Linked DNA regions of Ovis aries: region 2 is linked to region 1. A link is a contact called in public Hi-C data. All regions are on one chromosome and are shown on one strand. Each heading gives the region's core, a stretch centred on a gene start, on an enhancer-like site or on the middle of the called end of the contact. The rest is flanking DNA. Distances are from core to core; before and after follow the strand shown.

Region 1 (3,818 bases), core at 765-3,264:
AGGCTGCACCCAGAACCAGACAGAGGCCCAGGGCTGGGACCACTGAGGCCTTCAGGAAGCAGGGCCTCATGCCCAGGCAGTAAACCAGGGAGTCTGCCCTCCCCAGCCTCGTGGGTGACTCCTGCAGTCCAAGAGGGCAGGGTTTGTGGGTTCTTTTTTTTTTCCCCTAGAAGTTCACCATTCGACTGGAGGTCCTATTTCCAAACAGCTCTTTCAGGTCAGACACCAGGACAGCTGAGTGGATTAAGGTATGGCCACGCCCCACTGGTCGCATTCCAACAGGACAGCGTCTCTGCACTGTGTCCCGGAAGGGTGGCACCTCCCCCTCCGCACAGGGAGCACCCTGTGCCCACCTGTCAACATTCCACCACTCTGGCTTCATCGCAAGTCTTCCCTCTGTCTGTCCATCAAGCCATCTCAGTTTCCCATGTTGTTTATACATTCCCTTGCTGTTGATAAGGGATTAGGACACACGATTGGGACAACTCTCATCAAAATCACTTTTGTTTTCAGCCCTGCTACATGTAAGAAGTTAAGGTTGGCCAGGGTCTTAAATAGCAGGTCTTATTCTAAGCACAGCATCTTGTGAGCACCTAGGATGTGATCCTGCTGACATGGGTACTAGAGAAAACAGCTGTAATTGACAGTTATCGACTGTTCATGTTCTATGAACAAAAGGTAATGATAGTGCTAGAAATAGTCTACATAGTTAACATGAAAGTGGAAGTCACTCAGTCCCGTCCGACTCTTTGCGACCCCACGGGCTATACAGTCCATGGAATTCTCCAGGTCAGAACACTGGAGTGGGCAGACTTTCCCTTCTCAGGGGATCTTCCCAACCCAGGGATCGAACCTGGGTCTCCCACATTGCAGGCAGATTCTTTACCATCTGAGCCACCAGGGAAGCTCTACGGGTTCCTAAGAGATTCTTTATCAAGTCACACCAGGGCTCATGACACGCTGTGCTCGTGAAGGGGTGTCAGGGCTGTCAGGTGAGCACAGGGTCCCGGGAGGCAGGCCCAGGCTTGGCGGGGTGGGCAGAGTGAGGGTGGAGCAGGCCCCAGGAGCTCCTCAGAGCTGGGGAGGTTCTAATATTAGTAACACACTGACTCTCAACCTCATGGTCAGTATCATATTTTTGAAAGAAAATTGTATGTATAGCCCATTAACAAACATACCTAAGTTACTGTGGCTTTGAGGCCACGTCCATCAAGTGTAGCAGTGAGACTTCGAGGGTCCTGCCAAGAATTTGGTCTCTGGTGCTGGGGACGATGAGGAAGCCCCCCCCCCTACCACCGTGGGAAGAGTCCTTGCAGTTCTAGGGTCTGATCAAAAGCCAGCAAAGAATAACTGACTTATGAGAAGACGTGGTCTCTAGACTCTGAATTCTGTAATTTCTAATGATCTTGACTGCTGGCTAAAATCAGTGTTAAAATGTCTCACATAGCGTCTTCAGCTAGAATTTTCCTCCGGACATATTTCTGGAAAAATATAAGGCAAAAAGACAATTCAGAAACAAAGAAAAAAAAAAATCCCAATCAGCGTGCCAACAAACCACTGTGAATCCTTGATTTTAAATTTTCGAGGTCTACTGAAGGCGGAGAGCTTTAATTAGACAAAGTCTGAGCGCCCCCTGACGGTCAACCAGGGGCCCTGCAGGAGATGCCATTTTTAGGGGTCAATTTCCTCACTCCTTCCCTTCAGCCAATCAAGCAAAGACTGTTCTTTCAGGCCAAGGCGAAGTGCGGGTGGGGGTAAAGTAGGCGGGCTTATGAAGAGAAACATGTGGAATCTTTAGGAAGCTGCTACTTTGGTAGAATTTAAGGGGAATGTAGACTTGCTAAGGCAGAGACGCGGGGCTTTTACCCTAGAACCTCAAGGCCATCCAGGAAAACCTTGTGTTTGTTTCTCTGGACTACGAGTTCCTTGTGATCTTCAGATCGTTCCAGGGGAAGTGGCCCTAGGGCCAGGCAAGCAGAGCCAGGATGGTCCCACTGGAGCACGGCTGCTGCCTGGCGCCCTCCACCGGCCGCTCCCGGGGCCGCAGGGCTGGCCCTGAAAACCACCCACAGCGGGCCCTGCCAGGGTGGGGCAGCCGGGTGACTTCTGCTACCTTTTCCCTAGGCAATTATGTTACAAGCACACTTCCTTTTCTTTCGGTAAAGGTTATCTAGATCCAGGCAGTAAACTGCAGTTAACGTGGTAGGCGGTTAAAATACTCTCTTCAGTTGAATACATGGATCCGGGAGAGTGGAAACGGCTTCCTGGGGAAGGTGGGGCGAGACAATGTTTGCGGAGGAGAGGAAGCTCCGGCATGCACCCCTGAACAAAAGGGGACAAGTGGTCTTTACTCGGAGAACAGCTTCCTATTAGGACTCACTCCTTCGTACATTATGCCTTTCATCCCCACTCAACCACAAAATGATTTTGCTCAGGCAAATACAATGGGAGAAAAGATTTACACTGAAAGAATCTTTAATAATAAACTGTTGCCGATCTGCCTACTTGCCCGTGATTTATAATACAATAAACATCGGATTCTATTACGCTCAGGCACTGAAGCCGTGGCTCGGGAAAACGGAATATGAAAGCACAGGGACCCCACCACCATCACAATGAAATGAGCAGGGATAAATGTGCTAAGAGTATCTCTTTGCATCTTTTATAGCTGGTGTGTATTAATCTGTAACGCTTATTAAGAAAGTCATTGCTATGCAAAGCAGCGCCCAATCCCTTTCTCTGGCTTTTCAACAGAGCGCACTGTTTAGCCAATAGGACGGACCCTCTGGCCCTCATTCTGCATTCATCACAGGCAACATTTGCACAATGTATCTCTCAAAGGCGGCTGAAAGGAAGGCCTTAATACTCATGTAAACAACTGCAAACCAATTACTTAATGAATCAGGCCCACACATAATGAGGTGCAGACAAAGAGCTATAAATGCATTTTTGCGCCCAAGCCGCTGCTTTAAAGTAAAATCCCTCAGCTGTAGTTTGGGCTTAACTAGCACATCATAATTATTGTCTCTAGGACATCAGAGGAAGCCATTTTTTTTTTAAAGGTCCAGCAGGGTCTTTTTTTTTTTTTTTTTGAGGTTGCTCATCAGCTCACTGACAAAATAGAGCAAAGAAGAATTTTTAAAAGTGCTACAGCAGCACTGCGCTGTTATGTTTATTCTCGAGTACTGGGTTTCGAGACCACTTGTAAAAGCAATAAAGCACGAGGAATGACTGCAGTAAGTGGGGTCCTTAAATGTAAGCCTCTAAGAAATTTCAGTGAGTCCAGGCACAAAGAGCGAGCCTGGGGAGGCATATGAACACCAAACCCAGCACAAGAAACCAACTGTGACCAACAGTGAGCCAAACCAACACACTTCAAGTCCAGAACTTTCATCACTGGATTAGTATCAAGTGTGGAGAACCAGGCGTTCCTTGAAGGGCTCTTTTTTGTTTTTTCCTCCTTAAAGGGGATGATGTGGTTACTTGTAACTTAGGAAATAAATTTCATACAGAAATGACAGTAATAACAAAAGGCCCCTGCTTCAAACTGAAGGGAAAAGAAGTTTGATTTTATAATGAAATACTGATGCGAGCTATGAAATGTCAAATGATCAGACTGAGAAAATGTTCTACAGAATCTGACTGCTTTCTGAATGTGTTGAAACATTGCCCAAAGTGGGGAATATATAAGAAAAATTTAAGAAGAATTGTTTTTTCTTAGGACCTCTAAAACAAACACTTCTAACAATCTTTAAAAACTAAAGGGATGTATTACTAAGCCAAATGGTGACATTAATCCTTAAAAACTGCCTGTAGAA
Region 2 (3,996 bases), core at 724-3,223, 120 kb before region 1:
ATTCTAGCAACTACTTAAATACATACATAAATGCTTCTCTGTAATTCATTAATTTAAAAAATTAAGTAAGTAATTCAACGGCAGGTAAGGATGAAGACGTAGTCCAAATGTTTCAGGCTCAGGAAAGACCTATAAAAGTGGCATGGTGTTAAAATTGTAGCAATACTAATATTGCTAAGTAAATAACTGACATCTGCAAATAATCACGGTACCTTGTCTTTCGTTCTTTCAATATTTTAAAATACTAATACTCTACACACTTGCCTGGTTGACACTTTCTTCCCATAGGTAAATACGGGTCCCTTCTCCCCCCATCCCCTCACCCCTAGATTCTTTGCAAAACTCACTGAAATGAACAAAACAATGATTAAAACAATAAAAGCAAAACCATGGAAAACATTCCAATCAAAGTACTGAAACCAAACAAGAAAAGGAATAGGTAACTGTTCTTACCTTCAAGATGTGTACTATTAGATTTTATGTTCTAATAGGTTAAACTGGAATTGTTTTCTTACATCCTGTTCTTCTGTTTTAAACAATAAAATCTTGCTTAAGAAAGCACTCTCCCTGTTTTTCTTTCTCCTGCCCCAGTCTCCAGGAAACCTTTAAAAACTGCATCTTCTTTTTCCTGGCTGTTTTAAGTGAAGGACTTTTCAAATTTTAGTCAATATGCTTCACAGACTTCTTTTGTCATATTCTTTGTCATGTTCAGCATTCATAGGAAAGTTCACAATGTCTAAGTTCTTCTATGCTATGCAGGTAAATTTACAAATCAAAGGATGACAAAGTTTTTTTTAAAAAAATCATTTATCTACAGTTGAGTATCTTTCAAGCGAAAGTACCATTTTCACCTGATTTCTGTATCCATTTCACATTTTTAAGCAGATTATATTTTTTGAACAATAAAAAGACCCATTTCGAATAGCTAGAAATTTTGGACTTAAGAGGCTGTTTTTTGTTTTTTGATTAGTGGTAGGCCAGTAAACCCCAAGTTGGATATTTTCACTCGGGGGAGGGGGCCGTGCGGGGGGAAAACGAAAGGGAAAGAAACCTGTACAGAACTTTACAGGTGCGAGCTGAACAGGAAACATTAGAACACATAAAAACCTAACCTCTTTCCCTTATCTAACCTCTATCCCCACAGAGCAAAAACAGAATACTTACAAATTAGTATCCGTGTATTTGTGTCTCTGTGTGTTTTCTCTTCTTTGGATTTGGATACTTTGAGCTAATTTGAAAGTGCCCGGTTGGTTGCCCACAAAATGATGCTTGAGACTCTACAGACGCATAAATTAGAAACCCTACAAAGGGAGAGGACGGTCATTGTACCTCATCTCTTTATGCGCTCTTACGGTGGGACCCAAGAGCTTTTTTTTTTTTTTTTTTTTTTTTAACACTTTAGACGATGGAGCAAGTGAGAGGCTGATAGCTAGAGAGGACTAGGCGAAACCGCCATCCACTCTCAGCTTAGTACCATTCTGTCCACCTCCCCCCCATCTCCAGATACACTGGACTTTGCTACTAAATCACTTTAGGAAACTGGGGTCTGATGGGCAGACGCGCGGAGTCCTTCACATCCAGCCTCGACGCCAGCCTCAAGAGTTTGTTTCTGATGTTCCAGGGCTAGGGTAACAGGAAGTCTGGATGGAAGCAGGAAGGATGGAGAAAGCGAAGGGGGTGATCCTTTCAAGAAACATCCAACTGCCCCCTTTACTTTTCTTGCCTCCTCTATGGGGAGTGGGGGTGGGGTGGGGGTGTTGGCGAGAGAAAAAAGATGTCAAGGACCATCGTTTGCTCGTTTGGGATGTTGCTCCGCCCCCCGAGTCTGTCGTAAACCCGGCGCCGGACTAAAATAAACCCCAGATCCCGCAGCTCGGGGGGCTCGCCGCGCCGCCGACTCCTGGTCACAGGCGCAGCCGCCGCGGCCGAGGTGGCGGCGACCCGCGCGCGCCCCGGGCCCCCCTACCTGGCCGCCCGCCGAGCCATGTCGTTGAGCCCCAAGCACACGACGCCCTTCTCCGTGTCCGACATCCTGAGCCCCATCGAGGAGACCTACAAGAAGTTCGGCGGCGCCATGGACGGCACGCCGCCCGGCCTGGGGGCACCCCTGGGGGCCGCCTACCGCGCGCCGCCGCCCGGGTCCTCCTCGCAGGCGGCGGCCGCGGCGGGCATGCAGCCCCCGCACGCTATGGCGGGCCACAACGCGGCGGCAGCGGCAGCGGCGGCGGCTGCAGCGGCGGCGGCCGCCACCTACCACATGCCGCCCGGCGTCTCGCAGTTCCCGCACGGCGCCGTGGGCGGCTATTGCAACGGCGGCCTGGGCAACGTGGGCGAGCTGCCCGCCTACACAGACGGCGTGCGGGGCGGCGCGGCCGCCGCGGCCACCGGCTGGTACGGCGCCAACCCGGACCCGCGCTACTCGTCAAGTGAGCGGGGCGAGGAGCGCGGGACTGAGGGCCGAGGACGGCGCGGGCGTTCCCCGCCGCAGCCCGGGGCGCGGGGAGCACTTGGGAATCCGTCTTGGGGTCCGCGGGGCGTCCTGGGGCCCTGAGACACTGAGCGCGCGGGGCGTCCTGGGACCCTGGGAGCCCGGGACCCCAAGCGCGCGGGGCGTCCTGGGACCCTGACACACTGAGCGCGCGGGGTGTCCTGGGACCCTGACACACGGAGTGCGCGGGGCTTCCTGGGACCCTGGGACCCTGAGCGCGCGGGGCGTTCTGGGACCCAACTGGCCCTGCCGGCGTCGCGGCCGCCGCCGTGTGAAGAGAGCTGGGCGGCGGTTGCTGACCGGTCTTCCCCTTGGGCCCCTCCCCAGTCTCCAGGTTCATGGGGCCGTCGGCGGGCGTGAACGTGGCCGCCATGGGGTCGCTGACGGGCATAGCGGACACGGCCAAGTCGCTGGCACCTCTGCACGCTGCGGCGGCGCCTCGGAGGAAGCGCCGCGTGCTGTTCTCGCAGGCGCAGGTGTACGAGCTGGAGCGGCGCTTCAAGCAGCAGAAGTACCTGTCGGCGCCCGAGCGCGAGCACCTGGCCAGCATGATCCACCTGACGCCCACGCAGGTGAAGATCTGGTTCCAGAACCACCGCTACAAGATGAAGCGCCAGGCCAAGGACAAGGCGGCGCAGCAGCTGCAGCAGGAGGCTGGCCTGGGCCCGCCGCCGCCGCCGTCGCCGCGCCGCGTGGCCGTGCCGGTGCTGGTCAAGGACGGCAAGCCCTGCCAAAACGGCGCGGCCACGCCGACGCCCCAGGCAGGCCCGCAGCCGCCCGCGCCGACGCCGGAGCTGGAGGAGCTGTCGCCCAGCCCGCCCGCGCTGCACGGGGCGGGGGCAGGCCTGGCGGGGCTGGACGCGGCGGCGGCGGGGGACTACGGCGGCGGCGCGCTGGGCGGCAACCTGCTCTACGGCCGGACGTGGTGACGGCGCGGCTGGCCGGGGGTCCCGCCGCCGCCCGAGGGTCTGCTCGCGCTGACGGCCGGGCCGCGGCTCGCGAGAGAACGGACGGATCGCGGAGAGGGGCGGGCGCCAGGCCTCCGCTGCGGGTGGGAACGCGACAAGCCCCAGGATCGAATCCTGAGATCGCGCCGGCCGGGAGGCTTTGAGGTGATTTCCTCCTTCCGGATGTTCCTAAATTGTGTAAAAAGCCGGCCGAGTCCACATCCACCACCACGTTCCTAACCAAAGCTCTCGGAGTTTCAAACGTTGGAGACTTAGGTGGTGTTTGTAGCTCTAAAAGTCAACCCAGCTTTAACAAGGTTTTCTTCTTGAAGTGGAACTTACCTTGGGAGATTAATTTTCGAACCCCCCCTCACCGCTCCCCCTGCCCCCGCTTAAGTGCAATTTCATTAATGTTTGATGGAAAGTAAATTGAATTGTAGCTCAAGGTGGATCATGCACATAGCAACATTACTGCAGAGGAGTTATTGCCATTTAGAGAAATGGAATAAACGTAATCAAAATATTGCTTATACGAATTGATATAGCTTTTTAAACTTAATG

Evidence for each region. Hi-C and Micro-C count contacts between places; a contact is called where the count stands out from the background.
Region 2: a Hi-C map of hypothalamus shows a contact between it and region 1, with 2.1 times the contacts expected there. The contact joins the promoter of NKX2-4 here to the enhancer-like site in region 1. A contact is called at or near these places in 2 of 16 Hi-C or Micro-C datasets (hypothalamus and liver).

Annotation. Positions count from the first base shown.
Region 1 is chr13:40,123,272-40,127,089 of ARS-UI_Ramb_v3.0, reverse strand. The region is part of intron 10 of KIZ (kizuna centrosomal protein); the gene reads right to left. Among named protein-coding and RNA genes, the nearest start is that of XRN2, 50 kb to the left of the region's middle. Within about 2 kb of position 2,014, at least 16 of the 54 cell types and tissues checked have an H3K27ac peak or open chromatin away from gene starts, as enhancers often do. A contact at or near this core is called in hypothalamus, where this site is marked.
Region 2 is chr13:40,246,394-40,250,389 of ARS-UI_Ramb_v3.0, reverse strand. It overlaps NKX2-4 (NK2 homeobox 4), which reads left to right and starts at 1,973. Exons shown (of 2, transcript XM_015099453.2): 1 at 1,973-2,426; 2 at 2,816-3,417. The coding sequence starts at 1,985. The coding sequence ends at 3,417.